2 separate regions of the Drosophila melanogaster genome follow, and region 2 is linked to region 1. Evidence: chromatin contacts called from public HiChIP or PLAC-seq data. All regions are on one chromosome and are shown on one strand. The core of a region is the stretch at or near the end of the contact, and the rest is flanking DNA. Distances in the headings are between cores, read along the strand shown.

Region 1 (4,510 bases), core at 741-3,240:
GGCTTGCAGGTCTTGACCTCCGGCGTTTTGCGGATGGAGATGTAGTTTGTCCTGTTGGACACAAAGTACTCCGTGCGGCAAGTGCCGTGAATACCCAGCTACCAGTAAAAATAATAAAGTTTAAATTAGGAATTATGTATATCGGATGGTATAACTTACCTCATCCACGACGAAGGCCCCGCTGGACTTCATCTGGAACTGCAGCACCGATGCGATGGCCCGCTTGAAGTTCATGCTCCATATGGGATCGCCTTCCTTGAAGACCACATGTGAGATGGCGCCATCCTTGGTGAGAGCGATCTTGAAGGGCTTGTAGGGCGGGTACATCTCCTTGTTCTGCAGGAACTTCTCGCCGGAGTTGTTCAGCGTTACATCGTCTATGACCAGCTGTCGGGTAGAGAGCGAGCGAGAGAGAGAGAGAGCAGAGCAGAGCAGACGATTAGCCGGGAAAGCCCTGCAATAATGCTGTAATCTTCTATCGACCAGGGTCGAGCCCAACTGAACCGGCTGATAAGACGCGCCGAGACGCCGTTTATCTGGCCAGCAGAAATTAGTCAGATCGGCGCTCTCATATGGCGTACATGCACCATACCATGCCCAGGCGCAGGTCCAGATGCCTGATCACTGATAAGCGAGGGACTCTCTACTCCTAGAGAGTCACTCTCAGTCAAAACAATCAGAGCTGATTAACAAAAGGGAATGGCATTATCTGTGGGGGCTCAATGAAAGAAGTTCACAACCGAGTTCAGTTTATTGTGGCGAATCCGCTCCGATCTTTTCCAGAGTCGCTACCGCTCAGTGAATGGTTAAATTGTCTTTAATTCATCTGCGAATTCTTCTTCGTCTGCGGAGGCTGACAAGAAGTCGCGCTGCAGATGGTGATGGGGAATGGGAAGTGGAATATGGGAATGGGGGCTATAGAATGCGCCGATTGGATCGTATAAATTGATAATGAAATCAATAAATTGATTTGATTTTTCACCGATTTCCAATTGATATACACATTCTTCTACATACAAGAAGTATGAGTAAATACTAGTATGGATCGATTTGTATAAACAAAAATAATATTGAGAAACGCTTGCCGGAGATCAACTGAAACATCTCCGAAACTGGAACTGATCCTAGACAACTTACCGCCGCAGCCAAGACCAGCTCGCTTTGCCGCTGGAGCGTCAGCTTGCCCCGCACAATCCATCCGGTGGTGGGTGGCGCCTGGTGGCCCTCGTCCTGGGGCTTTGCACCCACCAGGACATTGCCCTCGTACTCGTAGAGCATCTGTTTGTTGAGGCCAATGATGCTGAAGGCATGGCCGGCATCGAAGATCAGGAACAGATCTGCCGGATAAATAGATAAATGGGAAATTGAACTTCAATTCGATGGATGCTCCTCCCATCCGCTCGTGTTCATCCATCCCTCCCGCCATCTATGTCGCATTCGCGCGGACGGGCAATAAACTCTTCAATTATCAATTGAATTTCTTATATATATATATATATAGATATATACTAAATGTGCATGTGTATATATAATATATATAAACATATTTGAATGATCGCAAAACGCTTTAATCAATGTTGCTTCTAGGTTTCTTTTTGATGCGCGCCTCGTCAATGAATAATTACGTCATATTCTTTTATTAGTTTCTGATACAGTTGGGATTATCAACTAGGTTACTCTCACGTACACACAAACACGGAACACTTGAGTAGCCTCATGGCCTGCTACTTGCTACTAGCTACTTCCTTCCGAGGTCGTGGCACTCGCTTTTCCACAGATCTTCCGACGCTTTTCACTTCGCGCACAGATTTCTCAATGTAGTATCAGTGAATATATGTATATATATTATATATAATATATATATCAACGCGACTGTATATTATCAGATTTTTCAAAGAAGCCGACGCTTTTCCTCCTTTATCGCCAACGCGTCTAATTCCCGGATCACAGCTCGACACGTCCGCTCTGTTCGCGATCCAAGCTCAAACTGAGCGGACATAACAGCCGGATGGTTGGCCTTGCTGGAGGTTTCGTTGATAAGAATCATGCTGCGAAGAGCAGCTTGGCAGCTGGGCTCTCTTACGATCTCTTGGGAAATGTCCTATAAATAGATTTTTGCCGCGTCCACTGGAACAACGTCTTACGGACCAGAAAACGGATTCTCAAATCTGATACATTCTGTTTAGAGGATTTTAAGATATCTTGCATAACATTATCTTACAATATTCCCAAGGACAATTTCGTATCCCTTCAAGACTTAATAATTTAATAAGGACTAGAAATACACAATATTGCGCTATTTATTTGGTACCAGACACATTTAAATTATATTAAATCTCGCGGATTGTCTATAAAAATCTACGTTATTTATTAGTATAAGAGTAGCATATAAGGTTACTTATAGACGAACTAAGACTTTGACGAGCTGCTCTCATACGTATAACAATACACCACAAATCACATGGAATCAGGAATATCAGAAACTACTCTGTATGTCACTTAAGGCTAGCGTGCTCCCCCATGAGCATGTCCTGCCCTGAAGTGGGCACCACCCGTTCCAGTACCACTTGGTCCTCCTGCTCCTCCTGCCCTGCGTTTCTCCGATCCCGATTCTGCACTAGCGTCTCCGTTATCAGAACCACCACTCTGTTCTGCATCTAGATTCTTGAGTTGCTGTTGCCACATGTCCGCGTAGATGCCATCTTCGCGCAGCACAAGCTCTTCGTGTCGCCCACGCTCCGCTATGCTTCCCTGCTGCAGGACCAGAATCTCGTCCGCATGGATGATGGTGGAAAGACGATGGGCAACAATGATGGTGGTACGATTTGCGCACACCCTGGCCAAAGCAGCCTGAATATTGCGTTCTGTGTGGGTGTCCAAAGCTGAGGTGGCTTCATCCAGGAGCACAATAATGGGCGCCTTAAGAAGCGTTCTGGCGATGGCTACGCGTTGCTTTTCACCTCCACTGAGCCGCAGACCTCGTTCGCCCACCTTTGTCTCATATTTCTCCGGAAAGCCGAGAATCCTTTCGTGAATGTCGGCGGCGCGAGCAGCCTCATAGACAGCTTCGTCCGAAGCGCCCAACTTGGCATATTCAATGTTGTAGAAGATGGTGTTGTTAAAGAGAACCGTATCCTGGGGCACCACTCCAATGGCCTTTCGCAGACTCTGCTGCTGCACAAGCTTGATGTTTTGTCCGTCAATCAGGATAGCACCAGTCTGCACATCGTAAAAGCGGAAAAGCAGCCGCATGATGGTGCTCTTACCGGCTCCAGAGGGTCCAACAATCGCTACCGTCTTACCGGCCGGAACTGTGAAGCTCACATTGCGCAGCACTATCTTCTCCGGTGAATAGCCAAAGGTCACGTTTGAGAACTCAATGCCACCGCCGGCAGTTAGAAGGGGCGAACAGCCTGGGGCATCCACAATCTCTTCCTCCTCTTTCAGCAGATCGAACATGTTCTCCATGTCCACGAAGTTCTTCTGTATGGCTCGGTAATAGGTGCCGAACCAATTCAGTGGCATGTACAATTCCATCAGATAGGTGGAGAAGAGCACAAAATCGCCCACGGTGAGGGTTTGATGGTGAACTACCAAGTATACACAGAGCAGCGATCCGGCCAGTAGGCCCAAGCACAAAATAATATTCTGGGCTGTGTTCAGCATGTTGAGTGTCAGCATTGAGAGGAACTCTTCCTTTTGGTACTTGAGAATGGCCTCCCTGTAGCAATCCACCTCGTAGTGCTCCGCTCCGTAGTACTTGACTGTTTCGAAATTGAGAAGGGAGTCCACGCTGCGAGCTCGCTGCTCATTGTCCGCCAGGTTCATTCTCCTCTGGTACTTGGTTCTCCATTCAGTGATTGCAATGGTAGAGGCTGTAAAACGGAAGGATATTTTGAAATACGAATGGAATTAATCGAATAATTTTTATCACTTACCTATATACAGGAACATGGTGAGGAAGACGATTAGGCCAAACCACCAATTGAAGGCGTAAACAAAGTATGCCACGGCAACGAGTAGATCGAGAATGGTTGGTGCGATCGAGAAGACAATATAGTTGAGGAGGTTGTTGATCGAGTCCGTGCCGCGATCCATGACACGCAACACCTCTCCCGTTTTGCGTTGCAAGTGCCATCTAAGCGAAAGCTGGTGCAGATGCCGGAACAGCTCAATCTCGATCTCCCGGGTCGTGTACTGTTGAACCCGTATCCAGAGGAAGGTGCGAAGGTTATTAAATAATCCCATGCTACCAGTGCCGCCACCCTGGAGGAAGGACAATGCCACATAGATCAGCACAAAGTCCCAGCGAAAGACGATCGGTGCAATGGTAAGACTGTCAACTGTCGAAACAGGAGATTAGCAATGAATTACTTAACGAATTACGTTCATAATTCTTGACCTACCCAACTTCTTGCGATAAATCGGCAAAAACAGCTTTATGACTCGACCGGCAAGCAGCAGTATAATGCAAACGATGACGGCTATCTGCAGAGCAATATTCTTTTTA
Region 2 (4,203 bases), core at 571-3,070, 120 kb after region 1:
TCACATGAATGGAGTTGTAATCAAACCAAGCCGAGTACGAAGGCACGATAATGTGGTGCGTCTGCTCGGTCACATTGTCCTCCATATCCTCTTTGGCCGATGAAGAGAATTCCTGCGTGTTGCTGTTATCACTTGTCTTGCCTGTCTGCGAGTTTTCCCCATCTCCGGTAGACATGGCTTGAGCGGCGCTTCCTCCAGTCATTTCGTCATCCAGATCGGTCATAGTGCCACCTAGATATCAGTTTGTTTAGTCAATGCAGATATAAGATAACAAAACTTACCTTTAATGGGCATCATGTCGTTGTCGCCACGAGATTTACCGCCCGGAGCTGGACTGGCGGTGGACTGCAAGGCGGCATTTGCCTTATGAACCTCCTGAACATTGGGCTCGGCCGGCGGATCATCCAGATCGCGAGTTAAGTCCTCGTCATCATCGTCGTTGCGCGACTTTTTGTGCACCACGGCGGGAGAACGCTTACGCTTGCCCGGCTTTGAGGTGGATGCCGAACTGGCGGGAGATGGTGAACGGCGTCTCTTCTGCTTGCCTCCGCCCGAGCTGGCAGCAGGCTTCTTCTTCTCGTCGCCGAATGACATGATGTCGTCTATGGACATACGCTGTTTGTGCGTCTTCTTCTTGCCCTGTTCGTCAACCTCGTAGTCCTCCTCGGCCATCCACTCATTGTACTGCTCCAGGTCCACGATCCAGGATGCAGACACACGCCAACGTTCCGCCGGTGACTCGGGATTCTCCGGAATGTGATCGGGCAGGTCAAAGTTATTCACAGCCCAAGAATCGTAGGACTCGGGGAAGTAGTACCAATGCAGCATCACATGTCCGCCGCGCTTGAAAATGGGCCGCGCATACTCGTCGGGATGTGGGTCCACCACAGGATAGACGATATGGGTGGCGTCCTCCTCGTCCGACACAATCTCTACCCGTCGATTGTCCAGGATCTCGCGCAGTTTTCCCTCGAAGCCCTTTTCAATCTCCGGCCGAATATAGATGTACGGTATGCGATACAAGTCCGCCTCGACCAACGCCTGCTCAATCTCGATCAGCAGCTGGATGTTGGGATCCTTGCGCGTGGGATTCTTGCCAATGGAGAAGTCGAACTTCTTGCCGCGTTGCTCGGCCCGGAAACGGAACATGGTCGAGAAAATGATGCACAGACCACCGCCGCTCTTGAAGTCCAGAAAGCAACGCATCTGGTGTGGGTGGTACGATTATTAGAGATATGTTTTAATGTACGTAAATCATGTAGCTAAATACAAAATATAAGCTAGTGGTCCAAACATTTGGCCATTGGAGGATTAATATTTACGTGTACACACGCAACACGGGGCACCCTGTCCCCCTCACCAACCACAGGCACTATCAATACTAACCGGAATTCTGGTTGCCGGCGGATCCGCTGAGTTCTTGCCCAGCTTGGCTTCCACATACTGCAGGAAGTGAATGAGCAATTGGGCCAAGGACTCCTTCGTGATGGGCTCCGAACTGTGGGCCAAATACTGCAATAAATACGGTTGTGAGTAAATCGTTTTTTTTTCGCCGCCTGACAGCGCCATTTTTGTTTGCGGCGGCGTTGTTGTTGGCACGCACCTTCTTGCAGTTCTTCTGCAGCCACTGGCGAATCGATTCAAAGCCCTGCAGCGTCTCCGGCGACTGGAAAAAGTCTATATTCGGACTTCCGTCCTTCTTAGGACCCAGTGTGTTCATGTTGCGGCACTTTTGTGGACTTTTTGTCAATTATCTTTTCACTTTTCCACGCCAAAAAGCCAATAAACGCTGCGTTGATAAAATAGAGATGGTATTTAAATCGATGTTGTTGTGACAGTCGTTATCGATATTTCAGCTATCTCCACTGAAAGTTATCATTATTTTAATCTTAGGTTAGGTTAATATATAAACCTATTGGTTGGTGGAAGCCATATATTAAATAACAAGAAAACATATTGGCTGTTAAGAGAATTATATAGACTTCGAAAAAGTTATAGCTAGCTAACGTGTCAGTTAGCTTTACATCTCAGTGGGAACAAGCTATTATGTGAAAATTGCTGTTAAATTCAATAATGCCATCTGGTCACAGTGGCGGTGGTGCTGTATTGGCGTCCCGCTCGCGCCGCCTAAAAACCGATGCACCACGATAGTCAGGCCGCACATATAAATGCGACTCCATCGCGCTAACATGGCTGCTGGGAACCGAAAACTTAAAAATATTGTGCTGTCAGAGTGTGTTTGCATCAGCGTGAAGCCCAGTGTTAAGTTAAAACATTGACTGCCTACGCCCACCAACGACAATTGCCGTAAATCGAATTCTGCCGTTATTCGCAACGCCGGATTCCCATCCGTGTGTCCGTCGCGAGTGTGCCAGTGTGCGTGAAAATAAAAAGTCAATGGTGCGTGAGTGCGAGTGAGTAGGAAGAAAGCAAAAGCGATTGGATTGATTTGTGACGCTGCTGGCGAAAAGCAGTACCCAGTACCCCTTTCCTTGGGCCAAAACACACACATACGTACGGCTATAGTAACTCAGCATCGATTGTACAGTTTGAGAGCAAACAATTCAATTAGAAAATGCAGAGCGCATGAGTTGAATTGTGAGTGGGCGCCCCACATAAGCTGACTGCTACCGCACAACGAAGGGAACTAGAAAGAGGAGTGCGTAGTGCGGAGAGAAGAGCAAATGCGAAGCGAAGAGGAAGAGAGCGAGAGAGAGCAACCATTGCCAAAGGTAAGTGATATAACACTCGGAGATCGGGAGTGGGAATGCGAATAGGAACATAAGGAACCCCTAAATTCTTATCCTAGATTGCAACATTATTTATATGGCAGCAACTTATCGCTTCCGCTTGCTTGTGTGCGTGCGATAGAGATAGATAGAGTGGGGCCAAGGGGCTCTGTTTATTGATAAGAGAGGAGAGCGAGCGAGAGAGAGGGAGAGAGAGAGGAGGTGGGCGCCAACGCAGCAAAACAGCGGAAATCCTTTACAAAAACTTGGTCTACCACTAGCTCTTTGTCTTCGCCTTCTAGTCTCTCTCATCTTGGCAGCCCGTTCTAGTGCGCGTATTTTTAGTCGCAACACATTGCCCAATTCGCCAGCCGCTATTTGTGTCGTCCATTTGTTCATTCATCGGGCTCTTTTTCCGATTTCAGTGGGTGGCATTTAACAATAATCCCTGCGTTCGCTGTCCACGTCCACATTACGATACGTTTAGTGCACGGAAAGAAATAAGCATGTGGTTTCATAATATTAGCTATTGAAAAAAGTTCTTAAATTTAAGCCTCACTCGATTCTGATGCATGAAATATTATTGGATTGTAAATGAGCGTCATGTTTTGGTATACAAATCTCAAAGTAATTTAAAAATTCTCATCTTACCGTACCTTGAACCACTACCAATCATCTCAGTACAGCATTTCAGCGAATTTCTCACTGTGCACTACAATGCCAGGCGGTACAAGCACCTGTATTTATTTATGGTCCGCTGCCGTAATCGACTGCAGTCGCCGCTTCCCTCTCTCTTTTGCTACCAACAACTTGGGGTAGGGCACCTGAACTAGTTTCAAACGGCGGCGGTCGGCCTTTTCAGCTTTTTCGCATTTGCCATTTTCCCGCGGTTCGCAACATCAGCGACATTTGTCACAGTTTCTTAAAGAACATTTGAATATCCAAAGTTTACTTGCCGAACTTGACTGCGGCATTGCGATGATGATGCTGCCCGTTGTTTGTCATTCAGCTCCATTAATTCGATACCAATCAGTATTTCGTGCATTGTGCAAAATACGCAGCAACAGCTGTTCCAATATTGGCCAAATATGGTGCAAATATTGAACTCTTCGCATATAAAAAACATATGGCGCGATCAATGCCGAAATGTGTCATTTTCGGCGAATTTGAGCAGATGACCCATTGAGCCCATAATATGTACTTTATTGAATTTGAAAAATTTGTATTTCCCCAAGCAATAAAAACACAGAACTCCATATAAATCATCCCTTCTCTGGGAATTATGATATTAATAAGTGGGCGGACAATGAGCTAATCTTCCTTAGGGTTAAAAAAAGTACCCTCCATTACAATATAAACTTAGTCAAGTGTGACAAAATCATGTATATATATATTCATATAATTAATTTATTTTCGATGATCAAGCAAGGGAAATAGTCGCGCTTATCTTTAGTGTAAACAAATGACCCAGCAT

The links. HiChIP or PLAC-seq counts read pairs in DNA pulled down with a chosen protein or histone mark.
Region 2: a Psq HiChIP or PLAC-seq map of the Kc167 cell line shows a contact between it and region 1, with 2.1 times the contacts expected there. The contact joins the promoter of mor here to the promoter of cv-d in region 1. A contact is called at or near these places in 1 of 1 datasets of contacts at CTCF or cohesin (the Kc167 cell line), 26 of 107 Hi-C or Micro-C datasets (the Clone 8 cell line, the D17-c3 cell line, the Kc167 cell line and 9 more) and 3 of 6 datasets of contacts at active chromatin or transcription factors (all in the Kc167 cell line).

What each region holds. Positions count from the first base shown.
Region 1 is chr3R:15,851,591-15,856,100 of dm6, forward strand. cv-d (crossveinless d) reads right to left here and starts at 1,991. Exons shown (of 15, transcript NM_169676.2): 1 at 1,688-1,991; 2 at 1,138-1,337; 3 at 160-387; 4 at 1-98. The coding sequence starts at 1,718. It overlaps Hmt-1 (Heavy metal tolerance factor 1), which reads right to left. Exons shown (of 6, transcript NM_142246.3): 4 at 4,407-4,510; 5 at 3,939-4,343; 6 at 2,278-3,875. The coding sequence ends at 2,506.
Region 2 is chr3R:15,971,093-15,975,295 of dm6, forward strand. mor (moira) reads right to left here and starts at 1,821. Exons shown (of 8, transcript NM_079649.4): 1 at 1,604-1,821; 2 at 1,387-1,512; 3 at 282-1,206; 4 at 1-231. The coding sequence starts at 1,720. It overlaps Hel89B (Helicase 89B), which reads left to right and starts at 2,206. Exons shown (of 7, transcript NM_169693.2): 1 at 2,206-2,732.